Linked DNA regions of Capra hircus: region 2 is linked to region 1. A link is a contact called in public Hi-C data. All regions are on one chromosome and are shown on one strand. Each heading gives the region's core, a stretch centred on a gene start, on an enhancer-like site or on the middle of the called end of the contact. The rest is flanking DNA. Distances are from core to core; before and after follow the strand shown. Region 1 overlaps LPIN1 (phosphatidate phosphatase LPIN1). Region 2 overlaps LPIN1 (phosphatidate phosphatase LPIN1).

Region 1 (4,903 bases), core at 1,175-3,674:
CTGCCCCTTTGATCCAGTCCTCGCCACATAAGATGAAAGAGTCCAGCCCGTTGAACAGCAGGAAAATCTGTGATAAAATGCACTTCCAAGCCATCCACAGTGAATCTTCAGATGCATTTAGTGACCAGTCACCAACACTGGTCAGGGCGTCTCCGGTGCAGCCACTGCTGGAGCAGAACAAGCCGCAGACAGAGATACAGTTTGTGAACGAAGACGACATTGAGGCTTTGGGAGCAGCAGCCCCCCCTTTACCCACGATCGAGGAGCCCAAAGCCCCTTCTGCCCACACTGCCCCAGTAGCTGCGAGCAAGACGGACTCGCCTTCCAGGAAAAAGGGTGAGAAAGCCGACGCTTCCCAGTGCCTTCCTGTGCGCTGGGGGCTCTGCCCACCACAGCCTCTTCCCCCAGCCAAAGTTCAAGATTCTTCAGAGGGGAGACAGGACATCTCTCTTGTTCAGTCCCTTGCCCTTTTGCTGGATATGTGTTTTCTCAGAATTGAGTTGTAGAAAATCTGACCTGAAGGAGGCCTCAGGGATGGTGCAGTGATCCACCCCCACAGCCCTCCACTGGACAGGTCAGGGATGCTGGGGTCCCCCACGCTGGGACTGCACCAGACACTGATGATGAAGCTAGTCTGCACCCCGCTTTCCTTGCCCCTGGTTTCCCTCTAGTGCATTGCCCTGTGTTAATTTCTGCATACCGTGTGTCACTGTTTCAAGTGATTACTTGTTTGTTTTTTTGCCTGACTTCCGTACTAGAACATACGTGCTCTGTGAGGTCAAGAATATTTCTGTCCTTTTACCTGTTTCCCTGGTGTTTCGTATAGTGGTTGGCGCATGGTGGGGGCTCCATACATGTAGTCAAAGGCCCACCTGGCTGCCTGTCCAGACCAATGCCATGAGGCCTCATCTGTTAGCCGCGTGGCTTTGTGCGCGGTGGTTCTAGTCTGTATGAACCGATGATGTAATTCTTTGGCCACAGTAAACTGGAAGGCTGCAGTCCTGGTGCTAGGGGCCAACGATGTACCATTCAGGAGGCTTCAGAGTACTGATGGGGAAGTGCTCAGTGAAAGCTTTGCAGTTTAGTGATAATAATAACAAAACCCATACTGATAATAATAAAAATACCCATCACTGTGTCAGTGTGCTGAGTGCTTAGTACCTCTCAGGCCCCTCCCAGCTGGGGAGCTGAGGCTCACTGAAGCTACCCGACTCACTCAGTGGACCCTTCTGAGCAGATCTGCACACGGTGCTCAAGTGCTCTTTCTAGAGAGGCTCGGAAGTCTGTGAGGTTGCATCTGAAGAACGGTGCTCTGACCTGACCCGTGTGCCTTTTCAGACAAACGAAGCCGACACCTGGGGGCTGACGGCGTCTACTTAGATGACCTCACAGACATGGATCCCGAAGTCGCCGCCCTGTATTTCCCCAAAAAGTAAGAGCCCTTTTTATGCTTCCTATGTTTTGTATATGTTAACCTGGGAGCCGCTTTTTCCTTATATTTGATTAGAAAGTGAGTGAGAAAAAGCTTCAGGAGTTCCACGTTTTACCATGAGGAGCAACCGGTCAAAGCATGGACCCTGTGTAGACGTGAGGGCATGGCTGTCCCCCTCTCCTGGGATGGCTTTTGAGCCGGGGACACAGGTTCGAGGCCATCTCCCCAGGTACACCAAGGTGATGTTGCAGTGGTCAGTGATCCTCATCCCAGATCAGCTATGCACAGCCCTGCCCCTCCCCAGGGCAAGTCCCCTGGGGCCTTGGGGGCCCTGTGGTCTGGGATTCCCATCATTTGTGGGGAGTCCTGGCTCCGGAGAGGGCGTGACAGGATGGTGGCCTCTTGGGAGGGCATGCTCTCTATTCCGTCAATTCCAGTGCATTTGGGAGAGAAACGCAGGGAGGCGTAGGGGTTTAAAAATGGTTATTTCTCCTCCTAAGGTCATTCATGTAGCTCGTGTGCCTGCCATGGCGCCTTAAGTGAGGGTCTGCTGGGATGACATCGTTTGTCCCTCTCACTGCCGGGGTCACCTGACATCTGAGTGAGACATCTCCCGCCCCCCAGGCGCGGCAAGTCCTCCTCACAGCCCCTCCCTCTCCTCTCCTTCCAGCGGAGACCCTTCTGGCCTCACGAAACCCGCCAGCGACAACGGAGCCCGCTCCGCCAACCAGTCCCCTCAGTCCGTGGGCAGCTCTGGCGTCGACAGCGGCGTGGAGAGCACGTCGGACGGCCTGAGGGACCTGCCGTCCATCGCCATCTCCCTGTGCGGGGGCCTCAGCGACAACCGGGAGATCACCAAAGGTACCGCGCGGCCGCCGCCGTCTTTGAGCCGGCAGCGCCCCCTGGTGGCCGCCGGCTGGACCGGCCCGAAGCCCCGGGCTCATGAAGGAGCGCACGTGACTCACTGTGGCTCAGGACCCAAATGTTGCTGCTCGGCGGCGGCTGGCTGACTGACCGCAGTGTTCTGCAGGGCACACACACAGGCGCCCCAGGCGACAACAAGGCCACTGGGTCACTGGTCGTTAGGCGTGTTTGAGCACAGCTTGTGCCCGTCCTGCAGTGGGGTGGGGCCCCGGGGTGGTGGGAACGTCAACAGTGGGAAAAGAGTGTTAGCAAGTGTACAGAAACGCTGGAGGAAGGAGGGGTGTCTGAGCGAGCCCTGGACCCTTCCTGGCTGTGTCAGAAGGGTGTCTCAGGGTTGGCTTAGGTGATCTGAGCTAAATCATAGCCCCCACCCTATTTTTATCCCTAGTTTCCCAGGATCTCATGCTATTTACATGGTGAGGTGGCCCCGAGACCTCCAGAGAGTGCAGTCAGCCACTGCAGCTGATGACCCCTGGACCAGGTGGCCCTAGGTGTCCCCACCTGCCCTAGGCAGGTCACTGAGCTTTCATTCATGACTTTGTCCATCCTTATGACCACTGGTGAGGAGGTGGGTGTGGAAGGTCACACCAATGACTGTGACTCACACCCAGGTGACCATACCTTGAGCTCCAGTGGTCTGCTTCTGCAGGGGCCTGTGTTTATGGTGTTTCCTACACGCCTGCTCCCATGTAAACACATGTGCCCTGATTAAGGATGCACTTGTCCCCCATCCTCTGGCTGCCCCCATCTCTCTTCATTTATGCACAGACACAACCCCCAAAACTAACTGAAGGCCCCTTGGCAAATAGATTTGATAGGATTGTCTGCATAGCTGGATGGCATAAACTCTCAGAAGATACTTGTGAGGGAGTGAAAACAGGCATGGTGTTTGTACTAAATCTTCTTTGTATTCCCCCCGCCTCCCTTTGCCTTCACAGATGCATTTTTGGAACAGGCCGTGTCATATCAGCAGTTTGCGGACAACCCTGCCCTCATTGATGACCCCAATCTCGTGGTGAAGATCGGAAATAAGTAAGTTCCTCCCGAAAGTCATTTCAGCCGTTGTGTGATACCCGTTCAGCTTCAGCTTCTCAGTAACCCTTAGAAATGTATAAACTTAAGTCTTTGTTAAAATCTATTATTGTCTCTTCACTGTTGGCAAAATGCTGCATCGCTTATATGGTTAGAACGTTGATGTAACTGGATCCTGTGGGGCTTGCATTCAGCTGCACCAGATTTTACAGTGGGACGTGTGACGTCACAGCCCTGGCCTCTATCACAAGATAGACCGGGCACCCACTCCTTGAAAGCTTTGTTGTCTGGGGTCAGAGAATGTGCATGTATTTTTACAGGCTGCTGGCAAACTTTTCCCCATTAGAGGAAGCCACAGATGTTTACATGTTAACTGAGGGTCTTCGTTTCCTTTTCCCTGAAGTGTAGGCCAGAAATGTTCCAGCGCATCAGTGGCTTGACTCCCAGTGGGGCGTGGGCTGCTCTCAGCTGGCCGCTGGCTCACCTGCCATGTCGTTTGTCTTGTTGCCACAGTGGCCGCTGGGGGTTTGGCTGGAGGAAGGTCTTCTGCAAGGTTGGGGCATGTGGCGGCTGACCTGGGGTGTTTGCCACAGTACTGGGCTCTTTAAGGACCCTCTGAACGTCCAGAGCTTCACATGACCGCTTCTCGGGACGTTAGAGGTCTGAGCCTTGGTCTTCTGACCGCTTTTCCTTGTTTTGTGTCAGATACTATAACTGGACTACAGCGGCGCCTCTGCTCCTGGCCATGCAGGCCTTCCAGAAACCATTGCCAAAGGTGAGCTTTACCATGAGAAAGAAAAGGGACATGAAAATGATGGCTCGCTGAATCTGGGGGGTTGGAATTTAGCTTTTATTTTAGACTTCCCTGGTGGCTCAGACGGTAAAGCGTCTGTCTACAATGTGGGAGACCGAGTTCTATCCCTGGGTTGGGAAGATCGCCTGGAGAAGGAAATGGCAACCCACTCCAGTACTCTTGCCTGGTAAATCTCGTGAATGGAGGAGCCTGGTAGGCCACAGTCCATGGGGTAACAAAGAGTTGGACACAACTGAGCAACTTCACTTCCTTTCATTTTCTTTAGAAACCATGAGGTTAATTACACTGTGCTGGTTGGAAATTCACGGGTATAAACTGCAGGTGTCTCCCTTGCACTTTGAATGTCCTTCTCCTTTCTCTTGTCAAAGCAAAAGCTCCCAGTGGAGGCAGCGCCAGACCGAGTCCTGCCTCTCCAGGATTCCTGTCCCCGCACCTGCCGTGCCAGGGACACAGATGGGGGCAAAGCAGGTGGATGCTGAGCCCAAGGGTGATGAGGGGAGACAGGGTAGTACTATACCAGACACCAGGTGCCCACACTCACATCAGGCCTAGCTCAGCCAGGAAGCAGGCTAGGGGCCGATTGGCCAAGGAGGAGCAAGTGGGCAGCTCCTGGCTGCACCTGAGAGCAGGTGAGCAGCTACAGAAAAGAGCCAGGGTGGCAGTCAGATGCACTGCAGCAGCCCACCATGCCCGTGTCCTCC
Region 2 (4,812 bases), core at 1,112-3,611, 71 kb before region 1:
TGCCCATCTCCCCAGGCCAGGAGCAAGCCCCTCTCCAGGGTCCAGTCCACCCCCAGGGGGAGGGTTATCATGTTTCTCTCAGCTTTGAGTGATATCCCAGCCTGGAAGCGCCCAGCTTTGCCTGCAGTCCTGGCCAGGGTGTAGGCAGCTGGATGGTCAGAGTGCATCACTGTGTCCAGCACTTAAACAACTGAGCTGTCAGTTTCTCTTGAGCAACAGTCTTTCCATCCAATGCCCACCTCCCTGCACGCGTGTGTGTTAAGTCGCTTCAGTCCTATTCCTTTTGACCTCGTGTACTGTAGCGTGCCAGGCCGCTCTGTCTATGGAGTTCTCCAGCCAAGAATACTAGAGTGGGTTGACATGCCCTCCTCCAGGGGTTCTTCCTGACCCAGGGATCGAACCTGCATCTCTAATGTACCCTGCGTTGGCAGGCGGATTCTTTACCACAAGCGCCACCTGGGAAGCCCACCCACCTCCCCCTGCAGGTCCCAGGTGCACAGGGATGTGGAAGTCTGTCTTCTGGGTCAGTTCGGTGCCTGGTGCTCTGGGACGGGGCTGGAGGCAGGGCCGGAGTCCTTGGGGCACAGCGTGTCCTGCCCTGTCCTGATTCTTCTGCCGTCACCTCCTCTTGTCCGCTGCCCATGCCCCAGCCTGGCAGGGGGCCAGCAGTCTCAGGAGACCAGATGCTTTCGTAGAAGGAACTCAGTGTACGCAGGGTCAAGAGGCTTTCTCCGGGTTCTTTATGTAAACGTCCTCCCCGGAATCAGCGCTGCTGTGACTGGCTCCCACCTCTCCCGCCCCTTCTAGGAACAGCAAGAACAGAGTCATGTGGATCTAATGTCTTCAGAGGCAGCAGTTGCTTCACCTTCTTGGTGGTTGTTTCTGCACAGAAACCCGCCCACTTTTGAACTGGTGGATCAGGTTCTGATTCTTTTCCCCCAAACATGCCCTCTGACCTTACTCTCCACCATTCCCCTCCTCCCATTATAAACTGTTTTTCCCACAGAGCAACTGAATTTGCTGAGTGTATTTAATCTGTGGACACTGTGGGTAAAAGGTTTGCTCTGTTTATTCTCTCTAAAGGCTGTTTGTATCTTAAAAGATGAGCTTATTAATTCAGACAAATATTCGAATTGGCAGGACTGTATTATTGTGTCTCTTTAAAAAAAAAGTATATCTACATAAAACCTTTCTAAGGGGCACTTGCTTGCTGAGGCCAAGTCATGATTTGTAGTGGAAAAGAATAAAGTGTGTTATAAGTTGACTTGTGCTCTGCTTTGGGAGAACTAACAAAGTTTGACTTCATGGGCCTTGCGATTTCCAATCCTTTGGGGAAACCCTGCCAGGGTTGGATGTCACCTCACACTCCACCACCTCCGTGACTTGAGGGGTCTGAGTTGCTGGAGGATGTTCAGGGGAAAGATGATAAAACAGAGAATATAGAAACTGAAGTTCCACACTGCTTCCCCATGGCCATGGGTCATGAGCTTTGACATATGAAATGCAAAGCCTTTGAGAAATCGCTCTCTACTGTGTTGAGAAACTATAAGTGCTATTAATATAAATATGGTCTGTGTGCCAGCTGACCACACCTGTGGTTACATCATTCACTCATTCTCTCATTCAGACATTCAACATAATGGTCATTGAGTGGCCACATGTACTGAGCTCTAAACAGAAAGAAGAGTAAGCTGGTGGCTGGTCTTAGGGAGCTCCCAGTCCAGTGGGGGACAGGCAGGCAAGGCAAGTTGAGAGGTGTGGTGTTAAGAACACGGGGTTAGGGAAATGCTGACGTGGAAACGATTGATGGCACCTGCAGGAGCTGGGTCAGGCAGCACAAGACAGATGGAGGGTGAGTAGGCAGGGGGTCAGTTGGACAGAATGATCTAGGGCAGAAAGAGCCTGTCGGCTGTGTGGCCTTGGGAAAATCCGTCAGCCTTTCTGAAACTTGGCTTCTCCAATAAAAACCAGGATGGTGATACCCACAACACTTAGAGAGGAATGATGAGAATTTGAATGTAGGAAGCACCTGGTGCAGCACGGGACACACAGTACGTGTGTGTTATGATTGCACTCTAATCTCTGAATCACTCAAGCAATCAAGGCTTAGTCACCTTCGCAATTGTCCTAATGATGAACTCAGTACCTAGACAGGGCAGGGCAGGTAGGAAATAATTAGTGACCAGACGTGACTAATCTTGTGCTCGCCAGTTTCTCTGCTCTGAACTGCAACAGCGCTCTTCTAGAGAAGGAAATGGTAACCCACTCCAGTATTCTTGCCTAGAGTATCCTGTGGACAGAGGAGCCTGGTGGGCTGCCATCTATGGGGTTGCAGAGAGTTGGACATGACTGAAGTGACTTAGCAGCAGCAGCCAACAGCACTTAAGCTTATTCACAGCCCCTGGCAGAGGAGACAGGCACAGTGGACTCAGCACCAGTGAGAAGCTTCACCGGACCTTAATTCTGCCATTGAATTACACGTACTGGTCACCATCATAATAATATGACATTTATTGAATGTGTGCTATGAAGCTGTTTTGGGGCTAAGTGCTTTAAGTTCATTTACATTCAATCCTTATCATAACAATGTAGTTTCAGCCCCATTTTACAGGTGAAAAAGTTGAAGCACAGAAAAGTTAAGGGACTAGATCAAGGTCACACAGATAGTCTGTGATGGATCTAGGATTTAAGCTGGTCGGATTCTAGAATCTGTTTTAGTCACCCTGTAAAAAAATACTTGACATGCTAATCGGTGTATCCAAGGCTGATGTGTCCCTTCTGGTTGGTTGGATGTCTCTTTGGTTTGGGCAGTGGCTGTACTAAAACTGTTTCTCAACTATTTTGTATAATCTCCCTGGTTCAGTCTCGTACCTCATCGCCATAGCACAGACAGACGAGTTCTGTTTTCATTCATTTTTACCACCCTCCCTCCCTCCGTCCTAGGCTTCCCTGGTGGCTCAGCTGGTAAAGAATCCGCCCGCAATGTGGAGACCTGGGTTTGATCCTTGGGTTGGGAAGTTCCCCTGGAGAAGGGAAAGGCTACCCATTCCCGTATTCTGGCCTGGAGAATTCCATGGACTGTACAGTCCCTGGGGTCGCAAAGAGTCAGACATGACTGAGTGACTTTCACTTCACTCCCTCTGTCCCAGACTTCCTGTGGCTCCTTCCACTAGTCTCCCCATTCAGACTTGAATTGCTGCCTTGCCTTCCCTGGGGGATGGTATGATAGGAAACGTGGCTGACTGGCCCCCAGGGTTGGAGACCACACCTGTTATTTCTGCCCCAGGATGTCCCCTGAATGAGTTACTGAACACACAGGTATCATCATCTGCTCAGTGAAAAGGGATTTCAAGGTTGTGTGGTTTGGGGAAATGCTGCCTTTTATTTTCCCTTTAGGAGACGGACAGCATTCAATGAGGTGGTAAGGGTGCTAAGAAGCTATGCTGGAATAAATCTTTATCTCTGTTTTATCTGATGTTTCCAGATTTATCTGCCCCACCTCAGAACTGGTTTTTGCATGGGCTTCCCTGGTGGCTCAGACAGTAAAGTATATGCCTGCAATGCAGGAGACCCAGGTACTGTCTCTGGGTTGGGAAGATCCCCTGGAGAAAGGAATGGCAACCCACTCCAGTATTCTTGTCTGGAGAATTCCTCGGACAGAGGAGCCTGGCCGGCTACAGTCCACAGGTTCACAGAGAGTCGGACACAATTAAGCAACCTTCACTTTTCACTTTCTGGCCAACCCAGGAGAAATCCTTGGGGAAGACTGTCATGTGTGTGGGGTAGAGTGGGGAGGCTTGGCTCGGAGCTGCTGCTCATGGGCTGGATTGAGAGCTCTCACTGGGCTTCAGGTGCCCCAGGAGCCCAGAGGCACTACCTTGAGAGCCCTGGGCTCTCAGCTTGGCCTGATCCTTTCCAGGTCCCTAGATACCTGGTGTTGCCCCAGGCTTTGTACCAAGTCTTGCTTCTCTCTGGATCCCTGGCTCCTGGCATAGTACATGGCAAACAGTGGGTGCTCCATAATTGCCTGTATTGAATGAATTCTCCATTAGAACCAGCTAATTAGAGGTTATGTCCTTCTTCTCCATCAAACCTTATCCTTGGATAGACACACACGTGTGTGTGTTGATAGGTCTGTGTGGGCCCTTCTCAAAAATAGGCAAGGAGGCGTGTTTGCACTGGGACTGGATTCCACACGAGAGAGTTATCCTCATCGTTTTGCCACAGATACACACATGCAGACACACAGAAACTAAGAAGACACACAGGTAAACACACAGAAGCACAAACTGGGTTCGGTTCAGTTCAGTCGTTCAGTCGTGTCATGGACTGCAGCACGCCAGGCCTCCCTGTCCATCACCAGCTCCTGGAGTTCACGCAAACTCATGTGCATCAAGTTGGTGATGCCATCCAACCACCTCATCCTCTGTCGTCCCCTTCTCCTCCCCCACTTCAATCTCTCCCAGAATCAGGGTCTTTTCCAATGAGTCAACTCTTCACATCAGGTGGCCAAAGTATTGGAGTTTCAGCTTCAATATCAGTCCTTCCAATGAATATTCAGGACTGATTTCCTTTAGGATGGACTGGTTGGATCTCCTTGCAATCCAAGGGATATAAGCAAAACATAGACATGTTTGCAGAAATAAGCACAATCACTGTCCACCAGAAAAAGATGCAAGGATGTAGTTTTGTGTATAAACAAACAGGGAGACACAATCCAGACCCCTCCCCCAGACACACATCCTCTATCATGGCTATTTATGTATCCCTCCAAGGAAAATGCTTCACAATGTAGGGCCTTCATCCAACGAC

The links. Hi-C and Micro-C count contacts between places; a contact is called where the count stands out from the background.
Region 2: a Hi-C map of blood shows a contact between it and region 1, with 9 times the contacts expected there. The contact joins two enhancer-like sites. A contact is called at or near these places in 4 of 5 Hi-C or Micro-C datasets (blood and liver).

Annotation. Positions count from the first base shown.
Region 1 is chr11:85,703,067-85,707,969 of ARS1.2, reverse strand. It overlaps LPIN1 (phosphatidate phosphatase LPIN1), which reads left to right. Exons shown (of 22, transcript XM_005686993.3): 9 at 18-336; 10 at 1,339-1,432; 11 at 2,103-2,293; 12 at 3,295-3,388; 13 at 4,094-4,163. Among named protein-coding and RNA genes, the nearest start is that of LPIN1, 95 kb to the left of the region's middle. Within about 2 kb of position 2,424, at least 2 of the 5 cell types and tissues checked have an H3K27ac peak or open chromatin away from gene starts, as enhancers often do.
Region 2 is chr11:85,774,255-85,779,066 of ARS1.2, reverse strand. The region is part of intron 1 of LPIN1 (phosphatidate phosphatase LPIN1); the gene reads left to right. Among named protein-coding and RNA genes, the nearest start is that of LPIN1, 24 kb to the left of the region's middle. Within about 2 kb of position 2,361, at least 1 of the 5 cell types and tissues checked has an H3K27ac peak or open chromatin away from gene starts, as enhancers often do.